Regions from separate parts of the Mus musculus genome. Here regions 1 and 2 are each linked to region 3. Evidence: chromatin contacts called from public HiChIP or PLAC-seq and promoter capture Hi-C data. All regions are on one chromosome and are shown on one strand. The core of a region is the stretch at or near the end of the contact, and the rest is flanking DNA. Distances in the headings are between cores, read along the strand shown. Region 1 has its middle 21 kb from the start of Gm26203. Region 2 overlaps Lpgat1 (lysophosphatidylglycerol acyltransferase 1). Region 3 holds the start of Dtl (denticleless E3 ubiquitin protein ligase).

Region 1 (3,798 bases), core at 705-3,204, 220 kb before region 3:
CCCAACATTACCAGATTGGACTACTGGTATACCCGTAAAGCAAGTGGATCGAGCTGTCGTTGCCCACCTGTGAACTAAACGACTAGTTTCCTGAGGACACAGATGAGATTTACTACAAAGAACAATTTCTGAACAGGTCCATGTCCCCCGCCCCCATTTCCTTTCTTCTCCACTACCTCTGGTAGATGATGGGCTACTAGGGAGGTTAAAACATTTAAGATCCATCATTAAAAATGACATTAAAAATTAAAATGATAACAGAGACTTTTAGGTTAAGTTGTCAGGTTGATAAAGTTTTAAATTGCATGGCTCATGCTTGGTATCATGGCTAAGAAACCCTGCCTCTCAGGAGAGCACCAGGTTTTCTTGTGTGGTTCTACAAGGGTTTCATGGTTTTGTTTTTATACTTAGTATTTTTGGTTGGCTTTGTGATTATTTTTTGAGCCGTGGCTGGCATGCTATTCACGTTGTAGCCCATGCAGGCCTTGGACTCTCTGCAATCCTCCTGCCTTAACCTTCTCAGTGCCTGGGTTACAGAACGCGCTGCCACGTTCCGCCAAGACTTTGGCTTTGCAATCAGCATTTTTCCTTTGAGTTTGGTTGTTTACTTGTGTGAAACATTGGTTAGCTACATAGCTCAGACTGGCCTTGAACTCATGATTCTCCTGTGTCTGCCTCCCGAGTGTCAGGGTTACAGGCATGTGCCACTATTCTGCTTATATTTAGGTTTTGACCCATTTCGAGTTTGTTTTGTGTATGTCAAAAGCTGTGGAAGGTTGTGAACTCACCCGCATGAGTGTCCAGCTGCCTCTCCCCATTTGCCCACTGCCTTCTGTGCTGAATTGCACTTGAACCTTTGTAAATGCTCGGTTATACATTGTCACATTCATCTCCTGTACCTACTGTGACAAACTTCTACAAACTTGGTGGCCTAAGGAACAGGCCTCGTTTCTTAGTAAAGACTAAACCTCTCCTAGTTTTGGTGCCAGAAGAGCGACCTCAAAGAAGGGCCTCCAGGTTTCTGGAGGAAGGTAGGGTATATGCCCACTCCCTTCCCTGTGTCCCTGTGAGGGATGTGCCCCCCTTCCCTCCCCCCTTCCCTGCGTCCCTCTGGGGGATACGCCTCCTTCCCTGTGGCTTATCAGAGTCTGCCTCTGAGCAGCCGAGCAGAGCTGAGGTCTTTCTTCATGATGAGTGCATACTTCATGAGGACAGAAACCAGATCTTACTCGTCTCTGCTTCTCAACCCACAGTGGCTTGAGAGATGCACAGCTGGTCTGTAGAATGAATGAGCAGAAGAGGAGGCACCACCAGTATTCTGGGAAAGACTTCGCACATCATGCAAAAGTTGAAAGGGATGGAAGCCGGACATGGTGCAGGTTTGGGAGGTGGAGATGGAGCCCCGTAGCTCACTGACCAGCATATTAAACTGATGTCATCAAGCTCTGAACTTTGAACCTGGAGAGGAAACTTTCAGTGTGTTCGCTAAAGAAGGTTCAGAGCATGAACACAGCACGAGGTTATATGCACAAGGACCACCTGGGAAAAACAGGAGTTATCACAGCTGACCACACCCATGCACAGATGTACAAGTGTGCAAATACCAGGCTTGTAGAGTTGCACCTCAGACCTGGTGGGTTCAAACACACACACACACACACACACACACACACACACACACACACACACTCTTGCAACGTAGCTGTCTGTGATACTATGAGTCAAAGTGCAGGTGGCCAGAAGCCTAAGCAAACATGTGAGCTGCCTCCTAACAAGGAAAGGAAAACAGGAAATGGATGCTGTGCAGCCTCTCCTCTCTCCTTCCTTCCCCCGTCTTCCAGATAGCAGCCCAGACAACAGGCTACAAACAACACCCTGGCAGCCATTGCATCTCACGATGCTCCAAGGGAGTAGGAAACAAGTTGGTTCCCAGAATGCTTTGCAAAGGCTCTGCATTGGACTATATAGAGGCCTCAGGGGAGTGGGGCTGCCTGGGTACTAATCCTGGGCTGGGCCCCTACAGCAGCTTGGCTAGTTCTGGCCTCCTGCTTGGTGTTTAAGTTTTGCCTGGACCTTGTTTGTTATCAGGCCTCCCACAATGAACTGAGTATCTTTTTAGGGGTGACCATGCCTCCCCTGAGCTCTTCCAGGAGGAGTCAGGCTTGTTTTCTCTTAGTCTTCACAGCACCCGAAGCTAGAGTGATTTTCAGCTGGGTTTCTGTCCGTGGGCCATTCCTTCCTCTCTGCAGATCTTTTAGGAACTCCTATCTGCTCAGGGCTTCCCACATGGGGCTGTGATGAACTTCTAGACTCTGGGTCTCAATCCGTGGCTGGCTCTGACTCGTACTCAATCCTAGCTGTAGCACCCAAGGGTCACTCCTCTCGGGTTTCGGGGCATATCAGCATCACCAGGGAATCGGTGAGAACCCGAGATTTCCTCAATAATTCATACCCCATGTCCCTCCTCCTGCAACATCACGTGGATCTGAACAAAGGCAGTGAACATTATCCAGCAGTAACCTAATCTCCTGGGTCGTTTACCAACAACACTCAGAGTGATCTCAAGGATTACCTTGGACTCTGGCCAGCACCTGGGAGACTGGGCCTAACTGAAGGCCAAATGGCCCAGGGTGCCAAGTAAGCCAACAGTGAGTTCCACTGAGGGGAGCTGGAAAATAAGCAAGCAAAAGATGTCTGGGAACTGCGGCTGTGGAGGCCTGTGTAGACTTCCATCCCACTAGCTGGAGCAGTGAAGCTGGGGCACCCCGTTCTCCACAAGGTCTCTGGTCTTGTCTACAGTTTGCCCCAGCAGAGCCAAACTGCAAGCCCATTGCTTGTTGGCACACACCTTCTCTGTACTGAGACTGCCACTGCACAGCAGGGGGAAAGGAGGTAGGAGCTCACCTCTGGATCATAAGGGATACAGACCAATAGTTTCTGGCATGACTGCTACAGGACACAGCAGAGATGTGCCCAGTGTGCATGGAACCAAGAAAAAAACATCAAACTGGAAGTTCTGGTGATGGAAGGTTCTCTGGAGGCTTTGGCCTGGAACTGGGTGTTAGAGGGTAAACAGGATTCTGGGGGCAAGAAAGCAGCTGGGATTTGGGGCAACGGGACAGCAAGCAACTTTGGGAAAGAAAGGGTTTATTTGGGTTACACGTCCACAGTACTGTCCTTCGTAGAGGGAAGCCAAGGCAGAAACTCAAGAAGGAACCTAAAGCCAGACAAGCCTGCTTGCTATTCCACACACCATTTGCCTCTCCCCGAGAAAACTCCCGTCACAAAGTGACACAACAGGAACTGTGGAGCAGCTGCTGGCTGGCACTCAGGTGTATGCTCATCTAGCTTTCTCATACGGTTTAGGACCATCTGCTTGCGGGATGGTGCTACCCACAGAAGACTGGGCCATTCTACCCAGTGAACAATCCCTGCCTCCAGACGTGCCCACGGGCCATTATGAGAGGCAATTCCTTGATTGAAATTCTCTTCCTAGATAAATTCTAGGTTCTGTCAATTTGGCAGTTAAAGCTGACTAGCTAGGATGAACTCATTCATGTACATAGGTATGTATGTATGTATGTATGTATGTATGTATGTATGTATGTATATTTTCTCAGAATAGCCCAGGCTAGCCTTGAACTCATTGGGTAGCTGAAGATATTTTTGACCTTCTGGTCCTCCTGCCTCCACCTCCCAAGTGCTGGGCCTGCAGGCTTGTGACACCACAGTTGGTTTATACGGCACTGGGAATCAAATCCAGGGCGTCATGCATTCTAAGCGAGTAATCCACTAAAT
Region 2 (3,793 bases), core at 725-3,224, 170 kb before region 3:
GTCTCAAAATTAGACCCAGTCTGCTCTCTTTCCTCGGCCTGCAGATTGGGATGTAAAACTCTTAGCTACTTCCCCAATACCATTTCTGCCATGCTCCCTGCTGTCATGAGAATGGACTAGCCCCCTACACTGTAAGCCCCAGGTAAATGCTTTCTTTCATAAGAGTCACCTTGGTCATTTTTTTTTCCAGCTAAAGAATAGTGACTAAGACAGCCCACTGTTGTCAAAGAAAATTAAGGTTAACTGAACAAAAAAATTGGACAGAAAACTGTTTAGTTTTAAGAACAAAACCTCCCAGGGACTAAACTACCAACCAAAGAGTACTCATGGAGAGAGCCATGGCTCTAGTTGGCTATGTAGCAGACAATGGCCTTATCAGGCATCACTGGGAGGGGAGACCCTTAGTCCTGTTGAGGCTCAATGATCCAGGGTAGGGGACTGCTAGGGAGTTGAGGCAGGAGTGGGGGGTGGGGGGTGGGGGGAGCACCCTCATCGAGGCAGGGGGAGGGAATAGGGGACTTGTGGAGGGGAAACTGGGAAGGGGGATAACATTTGACGTGTAAATAAATAAAATAACCAATAAAAAAATTAAAAAAGAACAAAACTGAAGATTAACCCTATCTCCTACTACATGCATACTTGATTTCATAGCAAGATTCCAAGAAACAACAACAAAATGCCAGAAAAAAAAAAAAAAAACCAGTGACTCTGAAGCCATTGTTATGACCAGCAAAAAGGAATTAGCATGGAGAGGAGACCTGTCCCCTTGCTGCTGTGGCAAACACTATGACAAAAGAGAAATGACAAGAAAGAAATTTCAGCTTAGGACCTGACTCCACTGTTGATGGAGGTCAGGGCAGGAACTCAAGGCCCTGAAAGTGAAGCAGAAAGCATGGAAGAATGATACTTCTGGCTTTCCCAGTTTGCTTTCTTCTTTCTTCTTCTTTTCTTCTTCTTCTTCTTCTTTTCTTCTTTTCTCCTCCTCCTCTTCTTCCTCCTCCTCCTCTTCTTCTTCTTCTGTGTGTGTTGCAGATGACTCAAATTACAGATGACTAGGAGCCACCATGTGGGGATTCAAACCCAAGTCCAAGTCCCCCTGGAAGAGTAGCCAGTGTTCTTACCTGCTGTGCCATCTCTCCAGCCCCTGAACTTGCAGGGCTGACATATCCAACAATGAGCTGGGCCATCCCACATCAATCATTAATTAAGACAAAACCCTACAGGCCAGTCTTACAGAAGCATTTTCTCAATTAAGATTTCTTTTTCCAAGATATGTCTAAGTTTGTGTCAGGTTAACAAACATCAACTAGGACACTGATATTGCACAGTCTTTTACCACCCTGTACGTTAGTCATTAATAATATTCAAACATGTTGTAAAAATTAATGAAGTATAATTGATTGTTCCACTAAGATAATTGGATACATCATTTTTGGAATCTGTACTGGCTTGTTTCGTATGTCAACTTGACACAAGATAGAGCCAAGAGAGAGGAAGTAACCTCAGTAGAAGAAATGCCTCCATGAGATCCAACTGTATGGCATTTTCTCAATTAGTGATCAGTGGGGCCATTTCTGGGCTGGTGGTCCTGGGTTCTATAAGAAAGCAGGATGAACAAGCCAGTAATCAGGACTCCTCCATGACCTCTGCATCAGCTCTTGCCTCCAGGTCCCTGAACTGTTTGAGTTTCGGTTCTGACTTCCTTTGGTGATGAACAGCAATATGGAAGTAGAAGCCAAATAAATCTTACCCTCCCTTTTACTGTTTTGGTTATGTTAATTCATTACAGCAATAGAAACCCTAACTAAGATAGAATCATTATTAACCAACCACGTTTTCAGCATTCCAGGTTACAGGCAGACCCTACTGTACTTTCCTTAGGTAAAAAGTCACCCGGACAAACACGACACAAAAATGAATATGCCCATCAACGGCAGCTGTGGAAAAGCAGCAGGTAACTCATTAACCCAGGCTGCAGAGGTGGCTAGCAGTTAGCAGCACTGGCAGCTCTTCCAGAGGACCTGACTTCAATTCTCAGCACCTGCATGACAATTCACAATTCTAGAACTCTATTTCTAGTAGATCTGATACCCCTCTGAGGGTACTGCATGCACATGGTGCACAGACAGTCAGACAAACATGCAAACAAAAGTAAATGGAGAAATAAGGTAGGATGGCAGACTGGTAAGGAAATGTCATCAAGCAAGGGGTGCTTATGAGAAAAGGGAGGGCTGAGAGTAGTGGTACGTTCAGATTTGGGCGGACACCGGAGAATCAATAGTTCAAGGCCAGCCTGGGATACAGAGCAAGATGCTGTCATAAAGTAGACAGAAAGAAGCAACAGGGAGGACAGGTTGGGAGTCACACATATCTCCACAATATTCTATTCAAACTTTGAAAAGCCCTCTGAACAATCTGGTGGCTTCCCAGGAAAGTGGGAAAGATAATCCAGAGGTTAGCTGTACTAACTTGGTGGATTGCCAGTCCACAATAGAGCAAGCTACAGGTTCCCAGAAAGACTTCCTCAAAGATGATTTTTCACACTAGCATCATCTGACTGACTTAAAGAGAGAACTAAAACTAAGAAGGAGCGAGCCCGCTGGTAGCTTACAACTGTGACTCAGTCCAGCCTGGGTACAGAGTGCGAACAAGAATCAGAGGAGATGGTTGTTGTGGTCTAAATCTGTAGTCAGCCCTTGGGAAGTGGATGCAGGAGGGTCAGGATCATCCTCTGCTACACACGGAGTAAATGGCTAGCCTGGCTGGGGTACAGGTAAACTCTGGAGGGGGACAGGTGCGAACTGGAGTTACTACCTCCAGTTGGCTGAAAGATCTACTTAGACAAGAGGCAGAAACCACTGAGTTGGGCCCCTGTGGGGTATAAACTTGTCCAGTCTATGGGAGACCCAGGCTAGATTCAGAAACAGCCTGACCTGTTATCTGCCATGTCATTTCCATCCTATGCCATCTATCTTGGAACTAGGGTGTTGAAACAGTGACCCAGAGTCCCTGGAAAGCCTCCAGTATTTTGGTGATTTCAGTACAGCCAGGGGAAGGCAAGGGGACAGGTTATAGTAGCACCAAGGAACAACGAACTGAGTGGCAGAGTCAGCAATTGTGTTCACAGATGGGAAAGGACTCTGAGGAACTGACAGGAATGGGCCTAGACTGGCAGCTTTGTGGCTAGCAGCAGTGGGCCCTGTGGGAGACACAAGACAGGGTGTTGTATGGGGCAGAATGGTGTGGATGGGCACAAAGGTCTCAACTTGCTCCTCCTTCAGGCTGACTCCAGCAACTAAGACTTTTCTAGCCTTAAATCAGGGCTCTGTTTTGAAGTATTTTTCTAGCTTCCAGTTCTGCCCTTAGCTGTATTCCTGGTCATGAGGATTCAAGAGTACAGGAGGACTACACAAATGCTGAGGTATTTCTATCTCAAATGTAACTCAGTTAGGTTTTCCTTTTTTTCTTTCTTTCTTTTTCTTTCTTTCTTTTTTTTTTTTTTTGTACATGGGCACCTGAATATATATATATATATATATACATATGATCTCATGAACAGAAACATACTCACCTATTTATACCACATAGACATATACAAACCTGTAAATAGTAGTTCTTCTCTCACTAAATGAAACTACACATAACAAAGGTTAAGAGCCTAGCTTGCTGGTAGAGTACATGCTCTGAATGCCCTGGTTAGATGACCAGTACAAAAAAGAAACACACACACACACACACACAGAGAGAGAGAGAGAGAGAGAGAGAGAGAGAGAGAGAGAGAGAGAGAGAGAGA
Region 3 (3,504 bases), core at 741-3,240:
CTCTTCTTATTAAAAAGGTTGTACTATTACTTTCATTACAACTGTAACCTTTTCTTTCAAAGAGCTTCACTTTTAATTATGTGTATGTAGGGGGAGGGAGAGATGGGTGTATAACAGACCCTCTAGAGTTACAGGCAGTTGTGAGGTTTGGGGTGTGAGTGCTGAGAACTGAACTCTGGTCCCACAAAACAGCAGTGTGGCCTCTTAAAGGCTAAGTCATCCCTACAGCCGCAGCATCTTTTTTTTTTTTTTAATGTAAACCTTATTTCATTGTTATTGTATGTATGTGTGCACATGTGTGTGACTGTCAGGCTTGCACAGGAAGTGTTTCACACAGTAAACCATCACACTGGCTCACAACACTTAGAAGGTAACTCTGGATGTCCTTCCTTTCCTTGCTCCATATCCTTACCCTGCTCTACAACACTATCTACTCTTAGCCTGGGACAAGATTAGCTACGCTAGAGCCATACACATTTCGGTGGGAAGGGAGTTGGCACTGAATAAAACAGTGTAATGGGCCACATCAGGTCTAGGACTTGGGAGGCTGAGGATCAAAAGTTGAGAGTTATCCTTGGCTTTAGGGAGTACAGGCCAACCTGGATGTCACAGACTTTAGTAAAACGTAAAAAACTCTTACCTGTAACTGGTTTCAAACTTGGACAAGGAACTAAGGTGCATATTTAACATGCCAAAGTCTAATTGACCTCCAGGTTCTCTCAGCATCCCCCAGTCCCTACTTGGCACACCCTGCCCCCCAGACTTGAACTTACAGATCCTTGGTTTCCAGTCCCGTTCTCTACAGGTTACACACTGGCTACAGTTAACCAAGAATTGCCTATAGTGTAAAAACCTTGGCAGGAAACTGAAGCAAAGGTCTCACATTTACACAGGACTTCTTTATGGATAGCTATCTGTCAAAGTCCCTCTTCAGCCTTTAATAAAGGCATCTTTTCGCATACCACTGCCATTTAACATTTACAACAGCTGACATACTGTGCCCACTTTGCTGACATATCGAGGCTAGATGATAATGCCGCATTCCATAATCACTTTAGTAGAACTGGAATTTAACTCCTAACCCTAAAATTTTTTCTCTTAGCTACCTGTATAAGGGGAACTAACTCGTGGAACTTGTGTGCAGAGAATGAGCGCGTTCAGCCAAGCTTTTCGGATGTTCTCATCCACATGGAACCTGCTTTAGAACGCGCAATTGACAGTCTCGCAAGACAAATCGCTGTAAAACGCTCAGAAAATCATTTGGCTCTCTTAATGAAGGCTTCACCTGCACTGAACGTTTTAAAAAATAATCTCAAAATTCAGCACTTTATCTTATTTGCTGCCTGGGAAACCAGAGACTGTGCCCCCAAGTGGTCAAAGGCATCCTCGCAAGCACGAGCCTCTGCTCCAACTGTGCAAGGCTACTCCAGCAACCCTGCATGCGCCTAAGCGCTGGCTCCAAGACTAGCAGCCGTGCTTCCCGCCCCATACATCGGCGCATGCGCCTTTCTAGCCTCTGTAGCTGCCGCCACTAGGTGGCGCCACTCCCCCCAGACGCTTCGCCCGCGTCCCTCCTCCGTACCTTTGTCCAGTTCCATAAGAGCGGAATTAGCGTCCAGCTCCTGTTCGCCATAGCCGGCATCGGCCAGGAACGACTTGGTTGAGTTTGACGCCATGACCCGGACAGTTACCCGACTCGCCCAGTCACAAAGATTGCAAACTCTACCCCAGCACCGCCATCTTCTCCCGCCGCGGTCTCGCGGATTTTTCCCTCCGCGCGCTGTCAGGCAGTGTACGCATGCGCCTCGGTCGCCCCGCGGTTCGCCAGTTCCTCTCTGGGCCCCCCCGCGCAGGCGCTCAGGGAGCCTGTGAACCTTGGGTTCCCGCGGCTGAGCGAGAGGGAGGCGGAGCTTAGGATGGGGGCGAGCCTTCGAGGCGCCAGGACGCTGCGACGAGAGCCAATCAGAAAGCGTGACGTCAGTTTGGCGCGGAGTTTGGCGGCCGGGGCTCTTAGTGGCGGGAGTTGGAGGCGAAACCGCGCCGCGTTGTGGAGGGTGCAGACGGCGGCTCCTGTGGAACTTGGGGGCGATCTTCTCGGCGTTCCCCTCAGCTGAGCCTTCTCCTCAGGCCCAGATGCTCTTCAACTCGGTACTCCGCCAGCCGCAGCTCGGCGTCCTGAGGAACGGTGAGTAACGGCCCCAACGGCCGCTGGCCGTGGCGGGAACCACCTCCCCCCAGGCGCTCCACCTTGGATCGCTGCCGACTGTGGGCCTCCAGGTCTCCCGCGGCCGGAGCGAATCCGGGCGAGCGAGGACCGCCGAAGAACATCGTGCTTGGGTTCCTTCCGGACGCTTTTCACCGTAATCGAGCTTTTTAGTTCGGAACGGAGGCCGAAGTTAGGACGCTCAGTGGCGTCCCGGGCCCCTGGCTGCTTACGTCAATATCGCGCGTTAACTAGAGAGTGCACGCTTGTGAGAGTCGGGGGTGGGAGACGCTTTGGCACCAGCGATGTGCCTGCCGTCTCTGCAGAACCTTAGCGATCCCTGCAAGTTCGTTGTGCACCAGCGCGCATGGCCCGCAGTTAAGGAACTCAATCTTAAGGCGCCAAAGTCCCCTCCCCCATCTCTGCAGGCTCTGAAAAGTCCTAAAATACAGACTAAAAGATGCCCATAGCCACACCCACGAGGTGACCACGGGTAATGGATGGAAGGGTATTGTTCCAAATGTGTCTTGATGCCGAGGTACTTCCAGAAATGGGATTAAACTCGTTTTTCTCTTCACGGTGGAATTCAGCCATGTTCTCCTGTTAGCATATAGAAAGCCAGCTCATCTCCTACAGTACTCTTAAAAACATTGGCAATCTGAGATGCGATTAGGCTGATGTGTTGTTAAACTAAGACCTTGAAGAGTGGTCCTAAGAATGTTGAGAAGAGGAAAAGCTCCTTGAGGTCCTGCCCGGATCTAAAACTTTGTAGTCGTATTCCCTCTGTGGATACTCTTGTAGTTACATTCTGCCTCTTTCTCTGCTCGAACTTTACAAAAGTTACTTCGCCCTGTGTTAGGAATGGCCGCCCTGCACAATGGTTGTGAGCGGTCTTCGGAGCGTCTGAGTTTCAACTCCACCTCTTTTCCTATGTGCTACATTTTCTGTCTACCCACTTTTCAGTCTGTCGTTCCGGCTTACAGATAGCCAGACAGACGTTCAGTGATAGGCACTGGCATTCATTGATTGTTACCTCCTGAAGTCTGCATCTCTTTTCCCCTCCGGTGTTGCTGGGCCTTAAATGATTATAGCCGTAAGTAAGGATTCTACTGCTGCTACACTCTTCCATTCCCTATGTTTTGGGTTAATTTCTGTAAAAGCTGTATGTATTGAACTTAATCTAGACAGTTAGGCATACAAGCATCTTATATTCTAATGCCCCAAACTGAGTTGGCTTCTTCCCAATTTTTGGGAGTGACATTATTTTAAACTGGTGTCCCCAGCTAAAACTTAGACTCCAT

Evidence for each region. Promoter capture Hi-C pulls out the DNA fragments that hold promoters and counts their contacts. HiChIP or PLAC-seq counts read pairs in DNA pulled down with a chosen protein or histone mark.
Region 1: a contact with region 3 is called in a promoter capture Hi-C map of liver. The contact joins the enhancer-like site here to the promoter of Dtl in region 3. A contact is called at or near these places in 13 of 39 promoter capture datasets (the C10 cell line, the HPC-7 cell line, Sertoli cells and 8 more), 20 of 484 Hi-C or Micro-C datasets (the AML12 cell line, the N1E-115 cell line, bone marrow-derived macrophages and 13 more), 24 of 115 datasets of contacts at active chromatin or transcription factors (the 230-238 cell line, the HPC-7 cell line, bone marrow-derived macrophages and 17 more) and 3 of 9 other capture datasets (adipose tissue, liver and pancreatic islet).
Region 2: an H3K4me3 HiChIP or PLAC-seq map of bone marrow-derived macrophages shows a contact between it and region 3, with 3 times the contacts expected there. The contact joins the enhancer-like site here to the promoter of Dtl in region 3. A contact is called at or near these places in 12 of 39 promoter capture datasets (3T3-L1-derived adipocytes, the C10 cell line, the HPC-7 cell line and 6 more), 2 of 15 datasets of contacts at CTCF or cohesin (large pre-B cells and pro-B cells), 7 of 484 Hi-C or Micro-C datasets (LSK cells, bone marrow-derived macrophages, granulocyte-monocyte progenitors and 4 more), 20 of 115 datasets of contacts at active chromatin or transcription factors (the 230-238 cell line, the HPC-7 cell line, acute myeloid leukemia and 12 more) and 4 of 9 other capture datasets (adipose tissue, liver, macrophages and 1 more).

What each region holds. Positions count from the first base shown.
Region 1 is chr1:191,791,972-191,795,769 of GRCm38.p6, reverse strand. No RefSeq gene overlaps it. Among named protein-coding and RNA genes, the nearest start is that of Gm26203, 21 kb to the right of the region's middle. Within about 2 kb of position 1,954, at least 37 of the 459 cell types and tissues checked have an H3K27ac peak or open chromatin away from gene starts, as enhancers often do. A contact at or near this core is called in the AML12 cell line, intestinal crypt epithelium, liver and 1 more, where this site is marked.
Region 2 is chr1:191,740,007-191,743,799 of GRCm38.p6, reverse strand. The region is part of intron 2 of Lpgat1 (lysophosphatidylglycerol acyltransferase 1); the gene reads right to left. Among named protein-coding and RNA genes, the nearest start is that of Gm22446, 20 kb to the left of the region's middle. Within about 2 kb of position 1,974, at least 35 of the 459 cell types and tissues checked have an H3K27ac peak or open chromatin away from gene starts, as enhancers often do. A contact at or near this core is called in bone marrow-derived macrophages, granulocyte-monocyte progenitors, hepatocytes and 3 more, where this site is marked.
Region 3 is chr1:191,574,030-191,577,533 of GRCm38.p6, reverse strand. It overlaps Dtl (denticleless E3 ubiquitin protein ligase), which reads left to right and starts at 1,990. Exons shown (of 15, transcript NM_029766.3): 1 at 1,990-2,185. The coding sequence starts at 2,134. It overlaps Ints7 (integrator complex subunit 7), which reads right to left and starts at 1,898. Exons shown (of 20, transcript NM_178632.6): 1 at 1,583-1,898. The coding sequence starts at 1,676.